Regions from separate parts of the Pan troglodytes genome. Here region 1 is linked to region 2. Evidence: chromatin contacts called from public HiChIP or PLAC-seq data. All regions are on one chromosome and are shown on one strand. The core of a region is the stretch at or near the end of the contact, and the rest is flanking DNA. Distances in the headings are between cores, read along the strand shown.

Region 1 (5,613 bases), core at 2,901-5,400, 190 kb before region 2:
AAGTTTTATTTGTATGTTTACTTAACTTCTCATGTTTATTTAAACTTTCATGGGAGTGACAGAGGGGGGATGGGGAGAATAGAGAAACTCTTTTTTTTCTGAGACAGAGTCTCACTGTGTTACCCAGGCTGGAGTGCAGTGGCACGATCTTGGCTCACTGCAACCTCCACCTCTGGGGTTCAAGTGATTCTTGTGCTTCAGCCTCCCGAGTAGCTGAGACTACAGGTGCATGCCACCACCCAGCTAATTTTGTATTTAGTAGAGATGGGGTTTTGCCATGTTGGCCAGGCTGGTCTGGAACTCCTGGGCTCAGGTCATCTGCCCACCTCTGCCTCCCAAAGTGCTGGGATTACAGGCGTGAGCCACTGCACCTGGCAGAGAAACTCTTATACCAGGATTCTGATCATGGTAGGAAGGAGAAGCCCAGTGGGCCTTGGAAAGTCAAACTCTGCTGGGGAGGCAGTGTGGCATAGTGCTGGGCACACAGGCTTAGAGCCCAGCTAGACTGAATTCAAGTCCCAGGGCCACGGTGTATTAACCGTGATCTCACACAAGTTAATAAACCTATTAAGACTTGAGTTTCTATTAACCTATTAACTTAATAGGTTAATAAACCTATTAAGACCTTAAAAATGAGACCTACCTCCTAAGGTCTTTGAGGAAATCAAACCAAAAACCACAAGTAAAGCACTTAGCATAGTGCCTAGTATCCCTCAAATGATAGCTGTCATCATATACATTAAAATACATAGTGCTTGGAAGATTCGGAGGCATTCTAAAGTCCCCTCCTGGTAAACATTGCCATGCTCATATACTACGCCATACTGAGAGGGCACGGGAAAGCAGCTCATGCACAGTGCTTTTTTCTGTTTTTGGCGCTTGGGAGCAAGCTGGTGGGAAGTGGGGTGGGCTTTGACTTGGACTACCTCTGTCATTGGCTATTGGTATGAAAGGAGAAGGACCTGCTTACTATACAAAAGGCCAGTATCCGTCATGGAGACATGAGGACAGAGGGATTGAAATATATTTGGTTTTTCGGTGCCAGGAAGCCTGGCACAGAAGAGCTGGTTCTCAGAGATCCGGGTGCCCCCTCTCTCTGACATCTGGCCCAGAAATCAAGCTGGAGGAGGTAGGAAATCTGATCACCATGCTTGGCCAGGACCTGTTCAGAGATTGTCAAGGCTGGGATAGGGGTGCAGGTCAGGTCTGCCCTGGGAGCTGGCTAGAAGGAAGGTGAGGCAGGCAAGGCACTCGGGGCACAGCATTTGAGGAGACACTCACTCTCAGGTGCTGACCCTGCACTTGCATGGGCCAGAGAAGGAGTGTCTTCTTCAATTCTGTGTCCTGGGTACCCCCCCTTGACTCCCTAGCTAGCAGGGAGAGAGAGAGAGAGAAAGAGAGAGACAGAGAGAGAGAAGATGCAAGGAAGATGAAAGTCATAGTCCTTTATAGCCTAATCTCAGAAGTGACACCCCATCACTTTAGTCCTATTATGTTAGAAGCAACTCACTCTGTACAGTACACACACACACACACACACACACACACGAGGGGACACACCAAGATGTGACTGTAACTGCCTATTGGGTTCTCCTTGCCTGCTGCCTAGACAGAGCCAATTTATCAAGACAGGGAAATTGCAATAGAGAAAGAGTTTAATTCACACAGAGTCAGCTGTGTGGGAGACCAGAGTTTTATTATTACTCAAAGCTGTCTCCCTGAAAACTCGAGGATTGGGGTTCTTAATGATAATTTGCTGAGTAGGGTGTCGGGAAGTGGGGAGTGCTGATTGGTCAGGTGGGATATGAAGTCATAGGGAGTTGAAGCTGTCCTCTTGCACTGAGTCAGTTCCTGGGTAGGGGCCACATGACTGGATGAGCCAGTTTATCAATCTGGGTGGTACCAGCTCATCCTTTGAGGGCAGGGTCTGCAAAATATCTCAAGCACTGATCTTAGGCTTTACAATAGTGATATTAGCCCCAGGATGCAATTTGGGAAGGTTCAGAATCTTACAGCCTCCAGCTGCGTGACTCCTAAACCACAATTTCTAATCTTGTGGCAAATTTGTTAGTCCTGCAAAGGCAGTATAGTTCCCAGGCAGGAAGGGGGTTTGTTTTGGGAAAGGGCTGTTATCATCTTTATTTCAAAGTTAAACTAAAAACTGACTTCCTCCCAAAGTTAGTTCAGCCTGTGCCCAGGAATGAACACGGACAGCTTGGAGGTTAGAAGCAAGATGGAGTCAGTTAGGTCAGATCTCTTTCACTGTCATAAATTTCTCAGTTAAAATTTTTGCAAAGGCGGTTTCATGACTATCCAGATCATCAAGACCATTTCAGAAGTGGCCTACCACAGGAAGGGAGTAGAGGCAAACAATTGGGATTTACTGAGGTCTAAACATGTATGAGGGCATCTCATAATTATCCCATTAGGTTCTTTTTTTTTTTTTCGAGGTGTTTTACTCTTGTTGCCCAGGCTGGAGTGCAGTGGGAAGATCTCAGCTCTCTGCATCCTCTACCTCCCCACCTCCTGGGTTGGGCTCAAGCGATTCTCCTGCCTCAGCCTCACAAGTAGCTGGGATTACAGGTGTCTGCCACCACACCTGGCTAATTTTTGTATTTTTAGTAGAGATGGGGGTTTCACCATATTGGCCAGGTTGGTCTCGAACTCCTGACCTCAAATAATCTGCCCACCTTGGCCTCCCAAAGTGCTGGGATTACAGGCATGAGCCACCGCGCCTGGCCCCATTAGGTTCTCATGTTAGGCTTGTGAAGAGACCGGCCTCTGTTATTCTCTGCACAAAAGAACATCGAGGAAGGTTCTGAGGAATTGAAGCCCACTTGGGAGGCCCATATACGTCTGAGGAAGACAAGTCTGACTTCTGTGAGAAACTACAAGTGGGGGCCCTGAGGTTGGAGCTCAGAGATTAGTCAAGTTTGTAGCATGGTTGGCAACTGACAGACAAGCCGACTTCAAACCCAAAGCCACTGCTTGAGTGGGGAAGGTGGAGACTACTCTCTTGTGATGAAATGTGTGGGGGACAAAAATGAGGCTGCAGGACAGCTCTGCAGAGGCTGAGGTTGGGATTGGAATTATGAAGCCACTGCACACCCATGTTCCTGAATCATCCATGATGTTGTAAGAAACAGCCACAAGCTCCTACCAGAAGAAGTCCTCTGAGAAGCTGCCTCTATGCTTCTGGAAGGGTGTCAGTGGGCATGCCAGCCCAGCAGAGTGTCACCCTGATGGCTGCCTCAGACAGAAGCTGGAAGACGAGGTGGGTCCTGAGACGATCAGGATGGTCAGAATAGGAGGAACTTGTGCACAGAGGACAGCAAAGTGGGGACTGTGTGGAACTTTTGGAATTTCTAATAGATGGATCTATAAGCTAAGCTACCTTTCCTTAGCTTGTATGATTTTTGGAGTTTCCCCTACTGTCCTGGGATGCAGCTGTATTGATGTGACTGGAGGAAAGGTGACATCCTCTGTATGGGCTGGGTGTGGTGGCTCATGTTTGTAATCCCAGTGCTTTAGGGGGGCCAAGGTGGGAGGATCACTTAAGCCCAGGAGTTTCAGACCAGCCTGAGCAACATTATGAGATCCTATCTTTACAAGTAATTTAAAAATTAGCTGGGCATGATGGTGTGCACCTGTGGTCCCAGCTTCTCAGGATGCTAAGGTGGGAGGATCGCTTGAGCCTGAGAAATTGAGGCTGCAGTGAGCTGTGATCGTGCTGCTGCACTCCAGCCTGGGTAACAGAGCAAGACCCTGTCTCAAAAAAATAAAAAACAACAACAACAAAAAACAAAACCCGCGAAAAAACCTTATTCTCTGTAAGCCTTAGTTCCCATATCTTTAATGTGGTGATAAGGCCTACTCATCGTGTTATAGGAATTGAGGGATATAAGTTACCTCGTTTACAGTAGGTGCCTAATAAAAGCGAATTCTCTTCTCCCCTCCACCTTCTTCCTCTCTCCCCCCATTCAAAATGATATGGTGTGGTTTATCTGTATACAGTAGATTGACACTCAACCTTTATTACGTCTGCCTTCTAGTGAACTCTCCGGTAGTGCGAAGGCTGGAAAGCTAAAAACTACGTTTCCCAGATTCCCATGCGGTCAGGGGTCCGAGGGCGTTAAGGCTCAGCGAATCAGACGCACTGTGTGAGATTTGGGCGGAAGCCAACGAAGACCCTTGCCTGCTGCTCCCGCTGTTTCTGCGGGCACTTCCGTGAGGCGACTGGCACTGCAGCCCTGTCACCGTCCTCATGACGTTGGGAGGCGAGGGGCATCCATTCTGCTGGGGGCCGGTCCTGGTCAGAGGCGACCCAGCAGCCCCCTTATTGGCACGGGGCCCAGGTTTCATTTGGGTAAGCCTTGCTGAAATCTCAACTTAAAGTCTCTTCTAAATCCCACCTAGTAGTTTTGTAAGACACTTAATACTTTGTCATAAATCCTCTCTTGCTTAATCTGGCCAGAGTGGATTTTGTCTTTTAAGCTAACCAATATAAGTGGTATGGAGAGATTTTTATTGCCAAATTCCTCTTGGAGCAATCAGTCTGTGTGTTTTGGAAAGATGCCTTGATAAGGGCTTGCAAGGAGGGTAGTTCCCCCCCACTCACACACCCCCCACCTCACTCCCACCCCAGCCCTCAGTGTCCTCTCACACTAAAGCTTTAGGAACTTTTTGAGTTGCTCCTGAAAAAGAGGAGAAAAGAGACAAAAGTATGGAGAGAAGGCAGAAGGACTCAGCAGATGGCAAAAGCCAGGTGTGGTATTATATGGCCCTTTTCCAGGAACCCCACCCCCACCCCATTTTTCCACAAAGCTTGTGTAAATGCTTGCGGTGGTCAACTTTTTGTTGTGGAAACGAACGAAGTGACTGAATTTTATGTTGGGGAGAACGTACTATGGGGACAGAAGGGATGTGAGAGGAGGCCAGAGTTTTGAGAGGTAAAAAGACCAGGAGACCACGAGTCCTCCCAGGGGACCAGCAGATATACTGGGGAGGGTGTTGAATCTCCAGTCCATGGGATTCAGAAGTCTAAGGCCATCTCACTTAGGTACTGAGGAGCAGAGGCCCTCTGCAGACAGCTGGAGTACACCTCAATAGCAATTAGGGCTGAGTCCTTTGCCCTCTGCTGGGCTCTTTACCTCACAACCTGATCTCCGTCTCCCTGAACTCAAAATACATAAGCTCCACAGCCCTTCAAAGTGTGAGTCACTTTCTCATCTATATTGACACTCATTTTGCTTATTGTTGTTTACCTTTTCTGCAAGACTGTCAGCTCCTGGAAGGCAGAGGTTTGGATCTAATTCATCTTTCAATCTTTAAAGTTATTACATGCAAGTGCTGTGTGTATGTGCCTTCGTGCATTTCTTTTCTGGGTAGAGTACCTACAACTTTAATCATATTCTCAAATGAGTCCAGGACCTAGAAAATGTTGAGAATCTGCATGAGGAAGTCTTTTGGGGGATGTCTGGATATTGTTTCTTGACTTACATGCAAAGGAGAGTCATCTTTCAAAAGTAAAATCCATCTTATCCTCAAGCTTGTCTTCCATTGAGGGTGTGCACCCACCGAGATCTAAAGCTCATGGGCTATGCAGGAAACCTA
Region 2 (5,837 bases), core at 2,387-4,886:
AACACCCACAAATGATCAATAAATACTAAGGGAACTCAGAGGCTGGCGGGATCCTCCATATGCTGAACGCTGGTTCCCCGGGTCCCCTTATTTCTTTCTCTATACTTTGTCTCAGTGTCTTTTTCTTTTCCTAAGTCTCTCGTTCCACCTTACGAGAAACACCCACAGGTGTGTAGGGGCAACCCACCCCTACATCCTAGGCTCAGCCAGACTCAAGAAACATGGGGACAACCTGCCTGCGTGTAGGAGCTACCCACTCCAGATCTCCTCTCTGCTGAGGGCTCAGCAGACATCCTGACGACCTGCCTGCAGGAAGGAGCCACCCACTGTGGGTCTCCTCTCAGCTGAGAGCTGGGCAGACAACCGGACAACCTGCCTGCAGAAAGGAGCTACCCACTTAGAGTCTCCTGAGAGCTATACTGTCACTCAATAAAGCACCTCTTCACCCTACTCACCCTCCAGTTGTCTGCATACCTCATTATTCCTGGATGTGGGACAACAACTTGGGACCTGCCAAATGGCAGGACTGAAAGAACTGTAACACAAACAGGGCTGAAACACCCCCTCACTCCCCATGTTGCAAGCGATGAGAAGGACAGAAGAGAGAAGGAGAGAAGAGCTTTGACACTTCGGGAAGCCCAGACCTAAGAGCTCCCTGAGCCAGGACTGTAACACCCTCTTGGGGGCTCTGCATTTCCTGGCATCTCAAAGCTTCCAGGTGCCACCACATTCCCTAGTGCCAGCAGTGGAAGCCGCTTGTGGTACTCCTGGTCCAGCCACAGCTTTTCAGGAGCCGGCGCCCATGCCGGCACCTGGAGCCACCCGCCCCGCCACAGCTGGCGTGCCTAGCTGTGCGCAGTGGCCAGACCTCGCGCTCACTTGCTCACGCACCCCTCACCACTTTGCGCCTGGCTCGTCCTTGGCAGGCATGGGATCTGGGCCAGTGGCATGAGCCGAGTGCAGCCTGCAAGGCCAAATGGGCAGAACGAGCCCAGTGGGCCTGAGCAAAACTCGGGCAAAGGAGCCACCGGCCACAGAGGTTTCTGGCTGGCAGAGCAACACTCCAAGAATCCTGTGACAGTATGAGGAAAGGAGCAAGATATTAAGAGTTTTTTGGCATATGCTATTCAATTTTTTCAGGTTTATTTGTTGAAAAGATTATCTTTTCCCCCACTGAATTGCCTTGGCATATTTGTCGAAAATCAATTGATGACATATGTATAGATACATCTCTGGGTTCTATACACTGTTCCATTACTCTATCTATTTTCATACCTATACTATACTGTGTTGAGTAGCTCTTATTATAATGTCTTGAGATCAGGTAGTGTAAGTCCTAAAACTTTGTTTTTCTTGATGAAAGTCTTGACTATCCTAGGTCCTTTGCATTTCCATATAAATTTTAGAATTAGCTTGGTCATTTCCATCAAAAAGAAATCTGCTAGAATTTTTATTGGAATTTCCTTAAATCTGTAGGTCAATTTAGGCAGAAATGATATCTTAAAAATGCTCAGTCTTCTGATTCATGAACATAATATATCTATTTATTTAGGTCTTCTTTAATTTCTCTTAACAATGTTTTTTATTTTATTTTAGATTCAGGGGGTACACGTGTAGGTTTGTTACATGGGTATATCAAACGATGCTGAGGTTTAGGCTTCTAATGATCCAGGTCACCCAAGTGGTGAACACAGTACCCAATAGTAGTTTTTTCTACCCTTTTGGAATCCCCAGTGTTTATTGTTCCCAACTTTGTGTCTGTGTACTCAATGTTTAGCTCCTACTTATAAGTGAGAACATGCGGTATTTGGTTTCCTGTTTCTGCATTATTTTGCTTAGGACAATGGCCTCCAGCTGTATTCATGTTGCTGCAAAAGATATGATCTAGTCCTTTTTGTGGTTGTATAGTATTCCATGGCGTATATGTACCACACTTTCTTTATCCAATCCACTATTGATAAGCACCTGGGTTGATTCCATGTCTTTGCTATTCCATAATATTTTATAGTTTTCAGTATACATGTCTTTCTCATCTTTGGTCAAATTTGTCCCAAATTTGCTGCTTTTTTTTTTTTTTTTGCTGATAAGAGATATTTAAAAATTTTCCATTTCTAATTGTTCATTGCTAGTATATAGAAATACAACTGATTTTTGTATATTTGATTTTGTATCTTGCAACTTTTGTAAACTCACTTATTAGTTCTAGCAGCTTTTTTGTAGTATTCCACAATTTTCTTATGCAAATAAATGCAGTGCTACAACTTCCTTTCCAACTGGGATGCCTTTTATATATTTGTCTTTTTTTATTTCATTGACCAGAACTTCCAATACAATGTTTAATTGAAGGCAATTTTTACAGAGTAATATTTCTAACTAACTCCCAGGCCCGGATTAGGCTGAACTATGGAATCTTGTTGAATTTGATATCTTTTGGAATTTATTAAATCATTATTTATACTTCATTTTTAAGCTTTTTCCTTTTCCAGTGTTCAAATATTCATCAAATGTTCAAATATTGAACAACTACCATGCTGGCTGTCAGGGAAATAATGGTGCACAAACAGGCATGGACCTAGCGCTAATGAAGTCTTACCGTACTACCAAGGCAGTTTAAAACAGGAATTAAAAACACAGGTTCAGGGTTCTGTCTGCTTGGGTTTGAATCTGGCTCTGCACCTTAATGGTTGTTTGACCTTGGAAAAGTTAATCGACTTTTCTAAGCCTGTGTCTTAGTGAAGGTATTAATAATACCTACTCACAGGATTGCTGTGAAGATTAAACAAATTAATACCTTTAAAGTCCTTAAAATACGGTTTGACATATAGTAAATGGTCAAAGAGTATTATTATTAGAGGGAAGAATTAGCTCTTCACAAGGTGAATCTACAAGTGACTGGTGAAGGAGGGATGTGCAAACAAGAAACATAAAAACCAGTTTAACTGCTAAGCATAGAGGCAGCAGTGTCAGCTGTACCTGGGTTAAAATCCTTGCTCTGCTGTTTATTGTCTAGGCAACTTTGAGCAGACGACTTAAACAAGAGCAATGCCCGTAAAGTGCCTAGTGCAGTATTTGGCACACAACAGATGCTTAAAAGACAGCAATTATTGATTCAGACGTCCCGCAGAGCAGTAATATCACTAACATGTGTTCATCATCATATCTATCATTTATCAAAGCTCAGGATTTTGAACCTTGTAATTACTTTTCATACATTCTCTTATGCTTAACAACTCGGCTAGGTGAACACAATCCATTGCTTCATAAAGAAACATGATGACCTTTGTGTATCTATGATCAGTGGGGAGGCTGGAGGTCTAGGAAGTGGTACCTTGGAGCCCAACTGTTGACCAAACCAGGGCTCTCAGTGCGGCCTTGGTCGCCAGCGGGGCGCTCCACTTTCCGCTCCGGAGATGGCACCAGGAGAGATGGGAGTCCGCCAGGCCGTTTCCATGGCCACCTCATGAAGCCCCTGCTCCGGGAGCGTGACAGGCGAGACTCTCCTTCGCCGCCACCTCTCGTCTCAGATGACCATCTGGGCTCGAAAGCCCTCAGGAGCTGCGGAGCGCGGGTCGGTAGGGGCGCTGCAGAGGAAGGTTGGGCGCCGTCTCCAGGCAACGCGCGGGGGGCGGGGCTTTGCGTCACAGAGGTGCGACCGGGTCCAGGCCTGAGTCGCGGCCACCCGCAGGTCTGAGCTGTGGGCTGAGGCGGCGCAGCCGCTGCCGCAGGGTGCGCGATGCCTTGAACCTGGGGTGAGCTCCGCGGCGCTGTCCTTTCGTGTTTCCCTTGCTAGCTGCTCCAGGACTCTGGGTCTGGGAAGAGAAACCCCAGCGGGCCCTCCGCTGCCGAGCCAGGCTTCCGCGGGGAGACAGGCCTAGCCCCGCCGCCCTTCCCGGGCCTCGGATTGGGGCGTGGGGACGGCTGGGGAGGCCATTCTATTGACGCCCGTCTTCTGCCCGGCGGGTTCCAGTTGCCCGGGGTGGCGGTGGCTTGTCCCGCCTCGGGGTGGTTCTGAGGGACCCGGAGAGAGTTTTTCCTTCTCTATCCCAAAACGGTTGTTTGAATATTGCCGCCGGCTCAGTCATTCGGCCGCCGGACTTAGCTGTTGGTTAAATGTCCAGGTGCGCTTGAGGAGGGGCTGAGGCGGCGTAGCCAGAGCGAGCGCTAGGGTGGCCCGCGGGCTCGGTCTCCGCCGGGCTGGACACCCAAATAAGAAACCTTTTGCCTGGGACGATAGCTCAGAAATAGCCACGTCGATCTACTTAGCCAGCCCCACACTTCTGAATTGGCTTAGGCTGCTACCCTTCCCAAAGGTCTTTCCTCGTCAAACTAGCTGCTACCTTGAGACCCGGCTAAGAAAAGAACGTTTTCTTGCTAATAATAAGAAGGTAGTGATTACACAGCAGGAGCAGAAGGCTTCTGTGTTAGCTTTTGAAATTATTCCTTCAGTTATTTGTCTCGCGTTACAAAATGTGGATTTACGATTGTTATTGAAATCGATCCCTATGCCCCTTATTAAAGGTAGTGTACCTTTTATATTCTGACACTGTCCTATTTAGCGGTGCCAGCTAATTCAGTTCTTGCCTCTGGCATATATATAAAGCTGCTGGAACACTTTCAGTTGTTTATAATTCTTACATCTTCAGCACGAATTTATTCGTTTTCACTCCCTTCTGCCCATTCTTCTTGCTATGAAATGACCTCTACCCATTCAGAATTTTGTCTGGGGGCATGAGCTGCCACCGGCCGACGATCCTAAATGAGTCACCTCCATGTCGAAGTCACCCGTCTGAGAAGTGATGCTTTCTGAATTCAGAGCTCAAAAATAGTATGGATTTTTCTCCTTTTCTTTCACATTGCCTGACTTCAGTTTCTAGAACTTTTTCTCAAGAATATGACTATATGTTTCAAAAATTAATATTTGTCATTTGGTGTAAATGAACTTTATATTCGATGTGTGTAGCCTGATCCTTCTTGGTTCCCGTCTAAATACAAACACGCTTTCCTTCCCAAAAAGGCAAGGGAGGTCCAGAGAGAATTCTTACAAGTCTAATATGCTTTTTCCAATATGAAATGCATTTAGTAAACACACTGTTACTGTGAGAAATCCATATTCTTAATCTCCTAGTACAGCACTCTATCCTTTTGTAGTTTCTCTCTCCTTCTCTCTCATATATATATATATGTGTGTGTGTATATATATGTGTATATATGTATATATATACGTATGTATATATGTGTGTATATACGTATGTATATATGTGTGTGTGTATATATATATATGTATATATATGTATCTTTTTCTGATCAAGATCTTTGATTCTGGAACAGGCATTCCGGACTCTATAGTGACTCTGGCCTAATTATTTCACTATGTATCTATATTAACTTGTCTTGAAAAAAAAAGTTAATATCTGTTTACAGATCTACAGTTTGAGTAAACAATGAGTAATAAAGTAAATAATATCCTTAGGGACCCAGTCATTAGTACCTGGTATTTATTACTGATGTTAAAGTTGACTTGACAGTGAAAATCATTGATGTTTATTTCAATTAAATCCTTTTAAGTGAGGTTGATACAAAATTTGATGGAGAACTGGTTTCAGAGAGGTTTTTAAAATACTACAGTGCAGTACTTGTCATTTAGTCATTTTGGTGCATTTTCAGCCTTTTCCATTTTGCTTTAGTTATTTTATGAATGAATTATGGTTTAAATTTTTAGGAGTTTTTGAGCAGTTTTTTCGTTTTTGCTTTGCCAATTACCCATGATGTAATTTTAATATTTTTATAAGGAATATTTGAACTTCCACAATTCATTTGTTAGAAAAATAAGTGATTCA

The links. HiChIP or PLAC-seq counts read pairs in DNA pulled down with a chosen protein or histone mark.
Region 1: an H3K4me3 HiChIP or PLAC-seq map of stem cell-derived excitatory neurons shows a contact between it and region 2, with 6 times the contacts expected there. The contact joins the promoter of IRAG1 here to the promoter of RNF141 in region 2. A contact is called at or near these places in 1 of 1 datasets of contacts at active chromatin or transcription factors (stem cell-derived excitatory neurons) and 1 of 1 other capture datasets (stem cell-derived neural stem cells).

The regions. Positions count from the first base shown.
Region 1 is chr9:14,880,141-14,885,753 of NHGRI_mPanTro3-v2.0_pri, reverse strand. It overlaps IRAG1 (inositol 1,4,5-triphosphate receptor associated 1), which reads left to right and starts at 4,150. Exons shown (of 21, transcript XM_063782804.1): 1 at 4,150-4,366.
Region 2 is chr9:14,689,026-14,694,862 of NHGRI_mPanTro3-v2.0_pri, reverse strand. It overlaps RNF141 (ring finger protein 141), which reads left to right and starts at 3,636. Exons shown (of 6, transcript XM_508282.9): 1 at 3,636-3,749. It overlaps LOC134807238 (a long non-coding RNA gene), which reads right to left and starts at 3,653. Exons shown (of 3, transcript XR_010147147.1): 1 at 3,329-3,653.